Linked DNA regions of Rattus norvegicus: region 2 is linked to region 1. A link is a contact called in public Hi-C data. All regions are on one chromosome and are shown on one strand. Each heading gives the region's core, a stretch centred on a gene start, on an enhancer-like site or on the middle of the called end of the contact. The rest is flanking DNA. Distances are from core to core; before and after follow the strand shown.

Region 1 (4,016 bases), core at 550-3,049:
ACATGACTACATTGTATTTGGTTACATGAGTACATTTGCATTGGGAAGAGTCGACATATCAGTGGAATTCAACTTTAAGAAAATCTAAAATGCTGGGTGTTGGTGGTGCATGCCTTTAATCCCAGCATTCAGGAGTCAGAGACAGTCGAATCTCTGAGTTCAATACCAGTGTGGTCTATAAAGAGAGTTCTAGAGCACCCAGGGCAGAGAAACCCTGTCTTGAAAAACCAAAAAAGTAAAAAGTAAATTATAAAAATATAAAATGAAGAGCTGGAGAGATGGCTCAGTGGTTAAGAGCACTGACTGCTCTTCCAGAGGTCCTGAGTTCAATTCCCAGCGACCACATGGTGGCTCACAACCATCTGTAATGCAATCCAAAACCTCTTCTGGTGTGTCTGAAGACAGCTTACAGTGACTCATATACATAAAATAAATAAAAAATTTTTAAAAAAGTAACTTTCAAAAAAATATAAAATGAAAATAATATATTACATCTAGGATTTCTAGCATTACAGGTATGTGCCAACATGCCCAGACTTTTTTTTTTTTTCCCCAGAACAGGGGATTGAATCCAGAACCTCATTCCTAAGCAAGCACTCTACCATTAAGATAAATCCCCTGCACAGGGAGTTATTACTGTTTAACAGAAAATCTACCTATCTCTTCTTGGGGGGAAAGGGAAGGACCAGAGTACTACATAAGCACTATTACCAGGACACACTCCCAAGCCGCAAAGTCTCAAAAAGCAAAGTTATTCTGAATAAATTAAGGAAATATGGAGACTTGTTAACAAAACCAAGACAAACCCTTTAACCACACACTACAGATTTAGGCCAGAAAGATTTAACTCACTGGCACCACCTAGTACTGAACAGAAGTGATGCATTTCCTTTGAGACTGCTGAAAAGGGCCAGTTGTCATCTGGAGTGGTAAATATTTATTCACGCTCACCGGGCTTCTAGTATTCTGTACTGTGTACGGAGCTGATGGGTCTCAAATTGTACAAATCGCCAACTGTTGGAGCTCTGGGTGTCATCAATTTGAGGAAAGCGAAGCTGTTATAGAGTTTACAGGAGGCTCAAACTTCAAACCTCCTAGGGGTGGAGTTGGCTAGAACAAGGTAAACTGTTACCGTTTTATTTGCTATGTCTGAACTTGGCCTACTGAGTCCAGAAAACTTCCCTTTAAGCAGACTGTAATTAAAATACATTCTCCATTCCTAGGAAGGTGCAGGAGAGGCCACAGAATCCCTGGACTGTGCCTCCTGTAGCTTTTGCTGAGGTTTCCTCTGGGTGAGGCCAAAGCACACTGCACTCAGGGCACGGCTTGAGGAAAACTGTCACAGAAGCACGAACAGGCAAGGGCAGAAAGCACACCTTCTCGGGGACGGAAGGGAGCAGCGCTCGGCCCAGGACCACCGGAACAAAAATAAACTGCCACGCTCGGGCGCCAGTCTCCTCCTCGCGGACGAACTCCAAGCTCCGGTCTGCAGGTCCCGCCAAGGCCGGGCTCCAGCAGGCCCAGTGGTCACCTGAGGTGGCGGGGAGTCCTACGCCTGCGAAACGCTTCTCGGTCCTCCCTGATGAGAAACAGGACAACCTCCTTCTGCTATGGCGTCCCCGCCGGCCGCCGGCTAACAGATCCCAGAATTTGGAACCAGGAGCCCCGCCTACCTGACGCCCTGGCCGGGCGGACCACATGGAGCGAGCACTTCCGCTGGACTCGCGCACTTCCGGCTTCGTGGGACCAATGAGAGCGCCGCTTCGGTGTTCCCTGCGCTGGCGTCCGGGCCGAGGTTGTCTCCTGGAGGACTAGGGCCGTTTGGCCTTCACGGCCTGGTAAGCACCCAACCCAAGGACCTAGGAGACGCACCTTTGGGACCGTTAGCCCGACGCCCCGTATTTTGTCAAGCAAGGGAGAATGCACAATGGCTGGACCTATAGAGACCTTCGTAACGGTCCCCGGGGCCAGGTCTTCATAGTCAACTCTTGCCCTTTAGTTCTTGGAACCAAAAAGTTGGTAAAATTTCCAGTGACTTTGATGCAGGTCAGTTCACCCTTTGGAGTGGCATGGGGTTTTCCTGTCTAGAGGCTTCTGGAGAGCAGGCGCCCATGAACTTAAAGGGAAGTGAGAGGCAATGTGGGAAAGCCGGCATTGAGACAGACTTTACCTCTTAATCATTTCCAAATTTGGGAAAGAGCATGCGCACACAGCCTTTGAGAACTAGGAAAGTAGCTGCTGAGTGGACTGTACTGAGTTGCCAGGGAACTGAGTGGAGATAGGGCTATGCCAGCTCTTTGGAACCCAGATCGTGAGTCCCAAATATCGGATATTGAATTACACTGTTGGATTCTGGGTTTGCTTTGTTGGGATCATTCCTATTCTCTGGTTTTTCCCATTTGGGATTAGAAAGTCTGAAACTTATTTTGTATTTTACAGGAGCTCATGACTAAAAGACTTGGACTTTGAGACTCAGAACTTTTAAAAGTTGAAATTTTTAAAGACTGAGAATTTGAAAGTTGGCTTATGCTTGATATTACAATGTTAACAGGAGACTTTGGAGACAAGGGATTGAAAGGTTATAGCTTATCGAGATGCCTTTGTGAGGTTAAAGATGGGGTGGGGGTGGGGATGGGGCTAAGAGTTCATAGATTACTTTTAACTGCTAACTGTCATAGCCTAGAGTCATCTGAAAGGAAAACCTTGATTGAAGAATTGTCCAGATCTGTGGCCATGTCTGTGTAAGGCTGTCCTGTAAATTGTTAGAGGAGGGCCCAGCCCACTGGGCGACACTATTCCTGGCAGGTGGTCCTGGGCTGTATTAGTTTGCTGGGTACTGGGCATTGGCACTATAGAGGCAGAGGCAGGATGATATCTGTGAGTTCAGGGCCAGACTGGTCTACAGAGTGAGTTCAAGCCAGGAGGCAGCATTCCTCAGTACTGTCTGCTTCATGTTTCTCCTAGAGCTGGTGCCCCAATTCCGTCAGTGATGGATTGACCTGGAAGTAAAGGGCAAAAGAACTTTTCCTCCCCAATTGCTTTTGGTCAGAGTGTTGTGTCACAGCAGCCGAGGGAGGCTCAGACTCACTTAGGTCAACTTATGTGTTCTACAAAATAATTGGCTGTAGTAATACGGAAGACTGTTGTAACCCACAAAGAGATTCTCCTTATCCAAAAATCTCCACAATGCAAAGAATGGATACATTGATCTTGTTGAATGTAAGGTCTCAACCACTGTTTCCATGTGAAACTTCACTTGGCTGAGATAAGTGATTTCTTTTGACTATGCCCACTTCGGCAGCTTTCGTCCACTCAGATACTAACGTCCCTGGTTTCTAGGAACTGAGGCTTATAGAAAGTCAATATAACAATCTCGACAGTACTGTGTAAATCCTCACTCTTCCTTCAGATGAATTTGTTTGTAATGGAGAGCCTGTGGTAGCAGTTGACCAGCTCACTTCCTCGCTCGGTATGAAACTTTCTTCCATGATGGCTGGTTTTGGCCTGCTTCCTATGTGGCCAAGGTGTGCAGCTGACATTTCATGTAGAAATGGCAGCTAGGAGATCATCTTCTGAGATGCTTGACGGTATGTGGCGGGTGCTGCTGGGGCAGACTCAGTCAGCCCAGGCGTGTAAATGAGGCATGAGACCAGCAGGACCCACAGGCAAGCTTCAGACTGTTGGCTTAGCATCTGACCTTGGGCAGGTCACTTTGGACAGCCAGATGAGCCCCATGCCAGAGAAAAGCACTGCAGGACAGAGCACAGAATCTAATAAGGTAGAGCAGAACTCAGGCAAGAAGGATGCTTTTAAAAACTTATTCCTAAAAGCTTAGACAAACAAGGACCGCATATATAAATGTTTGTTGATGGTGTTTCCCTGCAGTACTCTCTTATTCCCCTTCCCCATGAAAACCTTTCTTCCGAAGATATCCTGTCCTACTTCCATGACTTTGTTTTCTTTGTGGCTCAGAGGCTTTAATTAATGTTGCCTGCATAAGTGGGGGGAGGGGGCAG
Region 2 (4,016 bases), core at 497-2,996, 62 kb before region 1:
GACCTGGCTTAGGAGCTAGGTGGAGAAACCCAGACCAGCCATCAAGAAGAAAAGGACTCCTTCCAGAGCCAGTGGGAAGGTGGGGTCGACCGTAAACACGCTTGGCTGCAGAGTACTTGAGCAGGCCTGCCGGGATGTAGTTTTGTGTGATACACGCACAGCCCCCAGGTGCTGGGCTGCTCAAGGTTCCCTGGAGGACTCTTCTGAGTTGGGGAAGCGACCCCTGTATCTAGGGCTGAGCCCACAACATGAAGGATAATGGGAATGGCAGCCTAGTGTGACTGACCTGCTTTCCTCCCCAGCAGCCTCAACACAGCAGACACCCTGCTCTGCTCTGCTCTCTGCTCTGCTCTCTGCTCTCTGCTCTGCTCTCTGCTCTGCTCTCTGCTCTCTGCTCTCTGCTCTCTGCTCTGCTCTCTGCTCTGCTCTCTGCTCTGCTCTCTGCTCTCTGCTCTGCTCTCTGCTCTGCTCTCTGCTCTGCTCTCTGCTCTGCTCTGCTCTCTGTTCTGTTCTGCTCTGCTCTCTGCTCTGCTCTGCTCTCTGCTCTGCTCTGCTCTCTGCTCTCTCCTCTCCTCTGCTCTCCTCTGCTCTCCTCTGCTCTGCTCTCTGCTCTGCTCTCTGCTCTGCTCTGCTCTCTGCTCTGCTCTCTGCTCTCTCCTCTCCTCTGCTCTCCTCTGCTCTCCTCTGCTCTGCTCTCTGCTCTGCTCTGCTCTCTCCTCTCCTCTGCTCTGATCTCTGCTCTGCTCTGCTCTGCTCTCTGCTCTGCTCTGCTCTCTGCTCTGCTCTGCTCTCCTCTGCTCTGCTCTGCTCTCTGCTCTCTCCTCTCCTCTGCTCTGCTCTCCTCTGCTCTGCTCTCTGCTCTGCTCTCTGCTCTGCGCTCTGCTCTGCTCTGCTCTCTGCTCTGCTCTCTGCTCTGCTCTGCTCTCTGTTCTGTTCTGCTCTGCTCTGCTCTCTGCTCTGCTCTGCTCTCTGCTCTGCTCTCTGCTCTCTCCTCTCCTCTGCTCTCCTCTGCTCTCCTCTCTGCTCTCTGCTCTGCTCTGCTCTGCTCTCTGCTCTGCTCTGCTCTCTGCTCTCTCCTCTCCTCTGCTCTGCTCTCTGCTCTCTGCTCTGCTCTCTGCTCTCTGCTCTGCTCTCTGCTCTGCTCTGCTCTCCTCTGCTCTCTGCTCTGCTCTCTGCTCTCCTCTCCTCTGCTCTGCTCTCTGCTCTGCTCTCTGCTCTGCTCTGCTCTGCTCTCTGCTCTGCTCTGCTCTGCTCTCTGCTCTGCTCTGCTCTCTGCTCTGCTCTCTGCTCTGCTCTCTGCTCTGCTCTCCTCTGCTCTCCTCTGCTCTCTGCTCTGCTCTGGTGGCTGCTCCTGTCTGGACATGCCACGGGCCACTCAAGTATCTTTTTTTTTTTTAATTTGAGACAGGGTTTCTCTGTGTAGCCCTGGCACTCCTAGAACTTGGTCTGTAGAACAAGCTGGCCTCCTGGGATTAAGGGTGTGACCTACACTGCCTGGCTCACTAAAATACTGTACAGCCCCAACCAAGCATGAAAGCCTACCAGAAAAGGACCATGAGGAGACGCTGCTCAGAACACTGTGCTAGAGAGTCAGGTGGGGCTCTCGGAGGGGAGGAGGCTCCACAAGAAGCAAGGGGACAGGGAGCTAGCAGCCCAGCAGCCCAGCAGCCCAGCAGTGAGGCTCCTGGGCACCTCGGTGTGGTCAAGGGCAATTACTTCCTGATCCCCAAACACTGCCTGCTAGCTGGAAGTCATACAAGAAACAGCTGTCAACAGTCAAACACTATGTATCGATCCCTGGCACAGGCCCTGCTCTACAATAAACACCGGAGTGAAGGTTTGACTGTGAGGATCCCTTTTGCATGTAGAGATATCAGGCCCTTTGAGCCACCTCTTCCTGTTAAGGGCCGGCCCACCAGTCCCTGCACAGTTGTCCCTGACAGGGACAGAAATCTCAGAACATTGAGCAGTTTCGTGGTCCCTGAACTAGGTGCTGAGCAGACAGGGAACAGGCTGAAGGTTAAGGGATGCAATAACCAGACCCTCTGTGGTTGCACAAGGCTCCAGACACTCTACCTCGTCCTCCTCCCTCCAGGCCTAGAAAGACATCACCACCTGCCTTGTTGGATCCCCATTGCTGGGACCAGACAGGAGCCTGTGCATGGGAAGGAACACTGTCTGCTCCCCTTTTCCTGAACTCCCAGGCCACCCATTCAGCTTTGTGCCTGGCCCTTGGCTCACCCTGGTCGATGGAGTGCTGTGGCAGCTGGCTGAGCTGGCTGTTGACGACCCCTGCATAGGTGCGCAGGAATTCCTCCTCGCTGGCAGTCAGCTGCAGGGTGAAAGCGCTGAGATGAGAGAGGAGCGTGGACCCCGCACTTGCTGCCCCTGCACCTCCCCTCTTGCTCCTTGCCCTCTATGCCTGGCATCTGTCCCAGCAGTCACATCCTGCTCCCGTCCTGGTCCCCGACATTCACATGCCTGCCACTCTGGATCTAGATCAGTGTCTACTCTGGGGTGGGGTAGATATGAAAGCCCAGTCCCCGGCCACACACCAATGGCCATCAGCAGTCTCGGGTTTCTCCATTTCTTTTTCAAAAGATGCCCTGTGCTTGCTCTACTGCTCTCTCCAGTGGTCGCCCTGCCCAGCTGCCCCGTATCTGCCCCAGGAGAGAAGCCTCTCTGAGGTCACTGAGGATCAGAAAGGAGGGGTAAAGTCCTCACCGTCCCTGCCCAAAATAAAAATGGAGTGGAAAGATAACCTCAGCAATGCTCCCTAAAGTGAGCGTGTGGGCTCTGCGTTGGGGATTCCTGAACTGGCAGCAGAGAGATTAATCCACAGGCCCACAGCCCTCCCCAGGAAGTAACTGCAGCTGTACCTTCCCTCCTTCAGGGCAGCAGGCCCTGCTCCTGGACAGCCCCCAGGCACTCACATTTGACCCCATCTTCCTCAGCATGAGCAGCACGCGGACCTTCTGCTGAATGTACATCTCCTCCGGACTCTTCCCGGGTGCTCCCTCACGGTTCATCCCCGTGGCCCAGTTCTGGGGACCCCTGTAAGGAGACGGGGAACATTATGGGGAGACTATCAGGATGAGATATACTCTAATACCAACCCTTGTAAGTGATGCAGCCCTTTCTCAAACAGACCCTCCCCAGTAGGGACCTCATTTCTGAAAGCACAGGAGAGGTTGTAGGGGAGGTGGTGGGCCCTCCATGCCTTCTGACCTGAGGCCCAGGTAGTACAGCTGAGGAGCTCTTATTCCAGAGCAGAGGCTGCGGGGAACAGCCAAGGTTTCTATTCAGAGCCACAGGACGAATGAGAAACGAAGCCCCAAGAGTTCTAGGTTTTCAATGCAAGGAGCAAGCACAAGTAAAGGGACTTGATCAGAGGTGGCTCTCTGGGGCCCTGGGCTTAAGAAACCCAGAGATCAGTAACAATACCCTGTGCAAAGCCCCTACTGAACTCAAGTGGCCAGCTCCTGGGCAAGGCACCAAGGAGTCCCTCTAGAGGGTCTTCCCAGGGCACTGGAAGGGCTGCCATAGCCACCCTCTCACACCCACCCCACCTGTTTGAGGACAGCTCCTGAAGATAGCTGTGAAGGCCAGCGGCTGTGCCCAGGTGTCACTGGCCTGAGCTACAGCCAGCCCGAGAGAGCAGCCCAGAGCCTCCTCCTCCAGAAGGAGCTGGGGGAGAGAAGGAGGATCTAGGGGTTTGGGTTACACACTTGAACTCTTGGACAAGTCAGAAATAACGCAGCAGCTGGTGGGGCGGGGCCTTGGCAGCCCTGCTACCAAGGAGCTGCACTCGGGGAATGAGGGAGCGTGGGACTGACAGGCTAAGGACAGTCCTCACACCATCCACTCTCAGTGGCCCATGAGTCCTAGACGGGGACATGCTGGACGAGGCACTACTCCATGCCAAGGGCGTACCCGGGAATGTGCCAGAGCCTGGGCGACGGCTCCCGAGTATCTGCTCGTCAGCTGCTCAAAAGCCTAATGGGGCCCTCGCCCTG

What was found. A called contact is a pair of places that touch in the nucleus more often than the background predicts.
Region 2: a contact with region 1 is called in a Hi-C map of liver, with 2.9 times the contacts expected there. The contact joins the enhancer-like site here to the promoter of Nmnat1 in region 1. A contact is called at or near these places in 8 of 12 Hi-C or Micro-C datasets (the A7r5 cell line, the Rat2 cell line, frontal cortex and 4 more).

What each region holds. Positions count from the first base shown.
Region 1 is chr5:165,208,996-165,213,011 of GRCr8, reverse strand. It overlaps Nmnat1 (nicotinamide nucleotide adenylyltransferase 1), which reads left to right and starts at 1,799. Exons shown (of 5, transcript NM_001037556.2): 1 at 1,799-1,838. It overlaps Lzic (leucine zipper and CTNNBIP1 domain containing), which reads right to left and starts at 1,653. Exons shown (of 7, transcript NM_001013241.2): 1 at 1,377-1,653. It also overlaps the pseudogene LOC134479087.
Region 2 is chr5:165,271,266-165,275,281 of GRCr8, reverse strand. It overlaps Ctnnbip1 (catenin, beta-interacting protein 1), which reads right to left. Exons shown (of 5, transcript NM_001173388.1): 3 at 2,934-3,054; 4 at 2,242-2,332. The coding sequence starts at 3,029. Among named protein-coding and RNA genes, the nearest start is that of Ctnnbip1, 28 kb to the right of the region's middle. Within about 2 kb of position 1,746, at least 3 of the 93 cell types and tissues checked have an H3K27ac peak or open chromatin away from gene starts, as enhancers often do. A contact at or near this core is called in liver, where this site is marked.